Linked DNA regions of Gossypium hirsutum: region 1 is linked to region 2. Evidence: chromatin contacts called from public Hi-C data. All regions are on one chromosome and are shown on one strand. Each heading gives the region's core, a stretch centred on a gene start, on an enhancer-like site or on the middle of the called end of the contact. The rest is flanking DNA. Distances are from core to core; before and after follow the strand shown.

Region 1 (3,868 bases), core at 254-2,753, 150 kb after region 2:
GGAAACAAGCCATCGAGTATGTTGGGATAGCTTGTAGAACTGCCTTGATAAACACTTCCTTTCCTCCTTGTGAGAGATATCTAATAAAGTGTTGATTTTTTCTTGAGTCTATCTTTCAAGTTTTGAAAAGATAATCTCTTTCTTTTCCCCACCATACTAGGAAGTCCTAGATATTGCTCAAAATCATTAGCTCTTCTAACTCCAAGGATCTGTGAAACAACACTCCTTTCACTCTCTTTTGTATTAGTACTGAAGAAAAAAGTCGATTTTTCAAAATTCACACGGGGCCCAGAACTTGTCTCGTATTCTTGCAGTATCTGTTTTAATGAATGTGCTCCCCTATCTGTAGCTTCAGCAAATAAAATACAATCATTTGCAAATAATAAATGGGAGATAGTCGGCCATCTTCGACTTACTTTAACACCTTTCAAAACATTTTCCTCTTGTGCTAACCTCATTAGACTTGAGAGTCCTCTACAAATAAGGAATAAAAATGAACTTAGAGGATCCCCTTGCCTAAGACCTCTCGATGGGAGAAACGTTTGACCGATATTTCCATTGAAACTCAGAGTAAGAGACTGAAGAGACACAAGTCAGTACTAAATCAATCCATCATGGGTCAAACCCCATTTTTTCCATTACTCCTCTAACAAACTCCCATTCAACCCTATCATATGCCTTACTCATGTCCAGTTTAAGAGCCATGAATCCTTTTTTCCCCAATCTCTTCAGTTTCAAAGTGTGCAGAATTTCATAAGCAAGTAACACATTATCAGAAATCAGCCTTCCTGGAACAAAAGCACTCTGAGCTAAATCAATACATTTATGAATTAACCCTCGTAGCCTATTCGCAATGACTTTAGCAATCAGTTTGTAAATCACATTACATAAACTAATAGGTCTAAAATGGGTAACGCTCGAGGGATTTTGGATTTTTGGGATGAGCACAATATTTGTTTTATTAATTGATTGGAACTCTATACCTTCGTTTAATCTTTGGAGACAAAAAATTGGAGATGTCATCCCCAACAATTGACCAACACTTTTGATAGAATAAGGCTAGGAAACCATCCTCTCCCGGTGTTTTTGCAGGCCCCATTCCTGAAAGAGCTTCCCGAATTTCATCTTTTGTGAACCTTGCATTAAGTTTAATGTTATCTTCCTCAGAAATACACCTTCTAATACCTGTCAAGATATTCTCAAAGTTATGTTGCCCTCCTGTTGAAAACAATCGTAAAAAGTACGATCTGGCAATTTCCTCCATATTCTTCCATTCTTCAGTTGCCCTGCCATCTTCACCCTGCAACTTGTGGATTCTGTTTTGCCTCCTTCGTTGCGATGCTTGTTTATGAAAGAAACTTGTATTTCTGTCTCCCATTTTTAACCAATTAATTCTAGCCCTCTGCTCCCAATAGCTTTCATCCTTTTCAATTTCTAAGTTCAGATGGATTTTTGTGTCAATAATCTCTGCCAAGTTCTCACTTCTATCTGCATCAAGCAACATTTCTAATTTTGACAATAAGACCTCGTTTGTCATCCTTTTATTCTGTTGGAACTGGACACTCGACCTTTGTAACCCTCGTTTTAAATTTTCCAGCTTCTGCATAAGGTCTCCTGTTGAGTTTTCTCAAATACTTTTAGTCTCATCCAAGAAAGTATCTTCCAAAATCCACCATGCTTCAAACCTGAACCTCTGATATGCTATCCTTCTAACTCTCTGATCCGTATCAATGAGAAGTGGACAATGGTCTGAGAAAGAATGAGGGAGGTGTTGAATAAGAAAATTTGGAAATAAATCACTCTATCATTCTATTGCCACTCTTCTGTCTAATCTTTCTTGGATATTAGATTCTGGCAAATTTCCCTTCTCCCACGTAAACCTCCTACCTGAATAACCCAAATCCACTAAACAACAGTCTTCCAAGGCCTTCTGAAATGCTTCCATTCTTTTTTCTTCTCTAGGTAGACCACCTTTCTTCTCGAAATTATATAAGATTTCATTAAAATCCCCACAAACCAGCCATGGGTCATCTCCTTGGTTTCTTAATTGTCGCAACAAGTTCCATGATTCCTCCCTATCATATGAATAAGGGAACCATAAAAACCTGTAAATATCCACTTTTCTCCATCTCATTCTTCCTCAATGATCACAGCAATATGTCTATTTGAAAAACTCTGTAGTGCAATACTAGCGTTCTTTCTCCATGCTGAACAAAGTCCTCCTCTAGATCCAATTGAATCCACATCAATTCCAAAGTGAAATCCACAACTTCTTCGAATTTTTTTCATTCTTTTTTGTTTATTTTTGTCTCCATTAAGAAGATCACTAGGGGATAGTGTTTCTTCAGCGAGTGTCGAAGTCGATGAACTGTTCCAGGATTCCCCAAACCTCAGACATTTCAACTTAGTATTTTCATTGCGATCGGTCGGCTTGCCTCTTGACAGCCGCCGATAATAAATGATTGAATCCTTGTACTTTCCTATCTCTCCCTTCCATCTCCCTACTATTCTCAATATCCTTTCTCCCTCTCTTTTTTCCCTCTTCTCCAATAATCATCTCATTCTCCAACTCCTGTTCTATAGCCATTTGACTATAATCATTTAAAGGTCTAACCCTTTCTATTTGTGAGGAGAACCCATTACCTTCTAGATTAAAACCTAAGATAGGATCAACACTTCCCGTAAAAGTTCCTACGTTTCCCCTTTCATTATTTCCTCCACTCATTCCTCCCCCAGAACCTCCTTCCTCCCGTAACCATACACTCCTCATTGCTTGGGCTCTTCTTGATTGTGCACGCAGAGATAAATCCCATCCCATCACATCAACTTCAACCCTTGCCTCCATTTTTTCCTCACAAAAGGAGTCACTATGTCCAAGACGGCCACAGTAGAAACAAAAAAGAGTCAATCTTTCGTACTTAAATCTAACATAAGAGCACTTGTTTTTAAACATAACCTGCTTTTTCCTTTTGAGAGGGTGCCGAACGTCAACTTGAACTGTTATCCTCATGAAATTCATATTTTCTTTCCCCAAACTAGATCCATCGTATTCTTGAAAAATTCCAATAAAATTCCCTAACTGCATCGCTAATTTATTAGAATAAAACCCTATAGGCACATCATGTATTTGAACCCAAGAAGGTGATGAGGTTAGAGGAACTTTTAGTGGATCTTCCCCCTTGTAACTTGTGTAAAATTAGTAGATGATTAATGAATGCCCAAGGAGCCCCTTTAATAACTCTTTCCATGTCAATAACATGGAAAAACTTAAACGAGTACCTTTTTTCCCAGATCTCTAATTTGAACACCCTTGACCGGATGCCAAAGATTAGCCATTGTGCTTTTCATTGCTGGATAATGGATGATACTGGCTGTAAGAAAACAACCAACCAAACTAAGAGATTCTTCATTATTAATTAAATCTGAGTCACCTTGTGCTTGCAGGATCTCTTTTTCTTCTTCATCAAGAGATAAACCCGCAAATTCTGATTCCATGGATGTTGTACCCGAAGCCTCCGTTAAAGACATCACTTCAAATAAATGGAGATGAGCGCCGCCAAAAGAAAACCAGAAGAAAAAACTTGCCAGAGAGGCAGACAGAGACGTGCTAGGGTAGCAGACTTTTTTAATTATTAAACTCATTCAAAAACCTAGTAAATTTATATCTATATATATAGTTTCAATTAAAATTATTTATACCAACAAATGTTGGGTATATTGTACTTTCAAAGAGAGATGCAAATTTAAACATTTAAAAAATTAACATTATTAGGAGAAGAAACTACAAACCCTGAAAAATAATATAAAGAAAAATTACTACAAATACTAAATTAAATAATTAAATAGATATCACACACCTAATTTTTAA
Region 2 (3,710 bases), core at 1,158-3,657:
GAGCATGTGCCCCACATGGGTGGCTCACACGGTCGTATGCAATTGGGAATTTAGGGTTTTTGATGATTTTTGGTACCGCACAGGTGTGTGAGATCTCTACACGGTCGTGTCTCCTCTACTCTTTATTTTTAGCACTTTTGGACATTGAGTTACACGGGCTACTCACACGGGCGTGTGTCCCCTCTACATGGGCATGTGTGTCCTTCACATGGGTGTGTTGACCCCCACACGGCCTGGGGACTTGCCCCGGCTGTGTGGCCTTATGTCACCAAATTTTGTACTGTGTCTGTTTTTTATCTTATTATGATTCTGTGTGTTCCGACCCTTGGCTAGGTCCTTGTAAGGGTGGTCAGGACTTTGTTTCGGCCTGGACTCGTGCGTTATTCGCAATCTTAGCTCTAATTAATTGATTCAGTTGAGTGTTAATTAATGTTATGTTATATTTGATTCTGATTCTGGGTATTTGAATGTGTGAATTTTTGATTCCATACTTTGCTTTTGTAAGTCTGTCTTCAAATGGCGTGCATTTTGCATTTGCATTAATCTTTTTGGGTTTGGTTGCGAAGAGAAGGGAGTCTGATCTGTTTTGGCAGTTTCAACTGTAACATGTATGTACAACGGTTTACCGTAATACACAGTACGCCATATATGTCAGCTCTACTACATATTAACATTTGAGTGGCTAAGTCCACATACTTGGTGTGTAGGGTTGGATGGGCCTTTCGAGTTCCTATGTGGTGTGCATGGTTGGATGAGCTTAATTAGCTCTTTTTGGGGTGTGATTGGGGGACAGAGAGGTGTTTGGCTGGTTAGGTGGGTTTTTATTACTTGTTACATTCATTCCACAATCTGTCTGTCTGTTTGATTGCAAGACTAACTGTTTATAAATCGAGGTGTTTGAGTACTGACACATTTGATTTGTTTGTGAAGACTATTCGTATATCAGATTGCCATTGAGATATTTTTTTTATTGTGACATTTTGGTGTTCATTTATCTATCGTTTTTGAACTCACACTGAGCTCGTGTAGCTCACCCCTCTTAGTTTATTCCTTTGCAGGTACTCTCATTTTCTGTAGCTGGACTTGACATGCCGGGGGGTCTCAGAATGACATGTTTTAAGCCGGACTAATAAAAAGGACTTTTCAGATTTTTAAATTTGTGAAATGTTTGGAACTGTAAACAGCTATAAAGACTGTGGTACAATCTAATTTTGGATTTTCGTAAGTAGTTTTGTTTTGATTTCTAGAAACTTTAGAACTTTATTTCCGAGCACATTCAACGTGACTTGAATTCTCTGTTTTAAATCCTAAAAGGGCTAAATGGTTTAGTTCGATTTTAATAACTGTGTTCGAATAGGATTTTAACAACTCGTTTTGTAAAATTGTTTCAAATCACTTTGGTGATCAATGTGACCTCCGAAATTCGGTCTAAACTCCTAGGTCGGGTTTTGGGGCGTTACATTTGAATTTAGACATAATTTTAGCTTTTTGATTAATTTTTTATCTCAACTCTTTAACTTGCGTTGTTTGTCAAATCACCTCAAAATGGATAGAAAATTTAACGTTTGTTAACTTTGCTGATGTGGCATATATGTGAATATCCATGTGGATGTCATGTCAATAATTAATTAATTTTAAAAATTAAAAAACTATAAAAAAATTTAAAATTATTAAAATTATAAAAATATTTTCTAATATTTAAAAAATTAATTAATTGCTAATGTGGTATACATGTGGATTACCATATGAATGCAATGTCAACAAAGTTAACAAATTTTAACTTTTTCATTCATTTTGAGATGAGTTGACAAACAGTACAAGTTCAAGGGTTAAAAGATGTGAAAAAAATTAAATAGAAGGCTAAAATAATTTTTTGATAAAGTTGGAGAGCCAAATAAGTCATTATGCCTTCAATTTATATAAATTATTTTTTAAAAATATCTATGTAGGTATTTTAAATTTATATAAATTGTTTTTATAATTGAGAGTAGAGATGAGGTTGTTAGAGATTGAATCTAAACTCTCGTGTCACAATACAAATGCTCTTACCACTAGACCAAAAGATTATTGGCAAATTTATATAATTTTTTACACATGAGTTCCATGTATTCATGTTATTTTCATTTTATTTTTTTTTATTTTGTGTCGCACCTTAAATCATCTTATATTTTGTAAAGTCTAGTAAATGATATGTTTAAATCGGGTGGTTCACATGCGGACTTACCAGTCAATTTAGAATATTATTTAACCAGTTAAAAAAGAAAGTTAGTGTATGTTTGATAAACTTAATAATTTTTTACTACTAAATTTGGTGTAGAAAAAGATTTTATTTTTTAATATTTTTAAGTAAAAAAAAAAAGAAGGCACCTCCCAATATATAAAAGAAAATACAAATTTGAGTATTCATAGGTCCTGTCTATGTAATTTGATGGTTATGAAATGAAAAATAATTTTGTTTGAACGATGACGATGATTACAATGGCGATGATTATAATGAATTTTATTTATTATTTTATTTGGTCCCCGACCATTGAATAAGGTACTATAAGCAAGCATAAACAACATGGCCTAACCAAAGCCTTTTACAGTTTCACTTACTTTCAAACTCGAAGTCTCCGCCACTACTACCAGCTTTCTATTCATCGCTCAACCCAATGGCACTCGCCTCCAACTCGCTCGTTTCTTTCATCCAAGGCTCATTGAGTCAACCCGGAAGGACCTCCCACTCTCTTCCTTCACCTTCTCTTTCTTTCCCCGGATCTCGTTCGCTCTCTCTGAAACTCACCCGCCGCTCCAACTCGCCCCTTCTTTGCTCTTTAGATGCAACCAACGCCACAGATAAGGACACCCCAATCGAAACAAGTAATCTCTTTTCTTTTTTCTTTTTTTTCCCCTTTTTTACTCCCAATTTTCAGTTTTTGAAATCTGTATGTTCTAAATACTGGGGTTTTTTTGCCCCTTGATTTTTCAGGGTTCCCAGCTTATCCAACTGTGATGGACATCAATCAAATAAGAGAGATATTACCACACAGGTGAACTAATTTTATTATTTTTTAAGCTTTTCTTTTGCTTGTTATTGATATATGTTTATTGGGTTCTTTTTTATTTGGCTTGTAGATTCCCATTCTTGTTAGTGGATAGAGTGATAGAATATAATCCAGGTGTATCGGCTGTTGGTATAAAGAATGTGACCATAAATGATAACTTTTTCCCTGGACATTTCCCTGAGAGGCCTATAATGCCTGGTGTTCTCATGGTTGAGGTATTTTTTTTTCTCTCTTTTTTTCTGAATTATTGGAAATTTAATCACTTTGTTTATGATTTAAATTTTGACATTTTATTGGGTATCGGCTGTTGGTATAAAGAATGTTTAATTTTTATCTGATAACTTTTTAATTATTAATCTAACAAAGGAGGTGGTAGGCTGGTCCTGCTTTGTGATTACCGAAGTTGTAATTTTTAATATCAACAGTATTAATATGGGTGAGGGTGTGTAATCAAATCTTGGGCTGAGCTATGCTCAGAAGCTGGCACTTGACTTAAAATCCGAGGCTCAAATCTCAGCTCAATTTGGATTGAATTTCAGTTTTAAGCTCCAGCTCTATTAACATTGAACTGCTTGAGCTTGTTCGATTAAGCTTATTTAATTGGTAAAAGTTGATCTCAATTCCCTTGCTTTACTTCAAGCTTGATTATTATACATTTGTTCC

Evidence for each region. A called contact is a pair of places that touch in the nucleus more often than the background predicts.
Region 1: a Hi-C map of leaf shows a contact between it and region 2, with 4 times the contacts expected there. The contact joins the promoter of LOC121215392 here to the promoter of LOC107950400 in region 2. A contact is called at or near these places in 13 of 34 Hi-C or Micro-C datasets (callus, hypocotyl, leaf and 1 more).

What each region holds. Positions count from the first base shown.
Region 1 is chrD03:6,062,708-6,066,575 of Gossypium_hirsutum_v2.1, forward strand. It overlaps LOC121215392, which reads right to left and starts at 1,504. Exons shown (of 4, transcript XM_041089848.1): 1 at 984-1,504; 2 at 626-844; 3 at 417-474. The coding sequence starts at 1,504.
Region 2 is chrD03:5,914,169-5,917,878 of Gossypium_hirsutum_v2.1, forward strand. LOC107950400 (3-hydroxyacyl-[acyl-carrier-protein] dehydratase FabZ) reads left to right here and starts at 2,408. Exons shown (of 4, transcript XM_016885244.2): 1 at 2,408-2,862; 2 at 2,972-3,032; 3 at 3,118-3,262. The coding sequence starts at 2,655.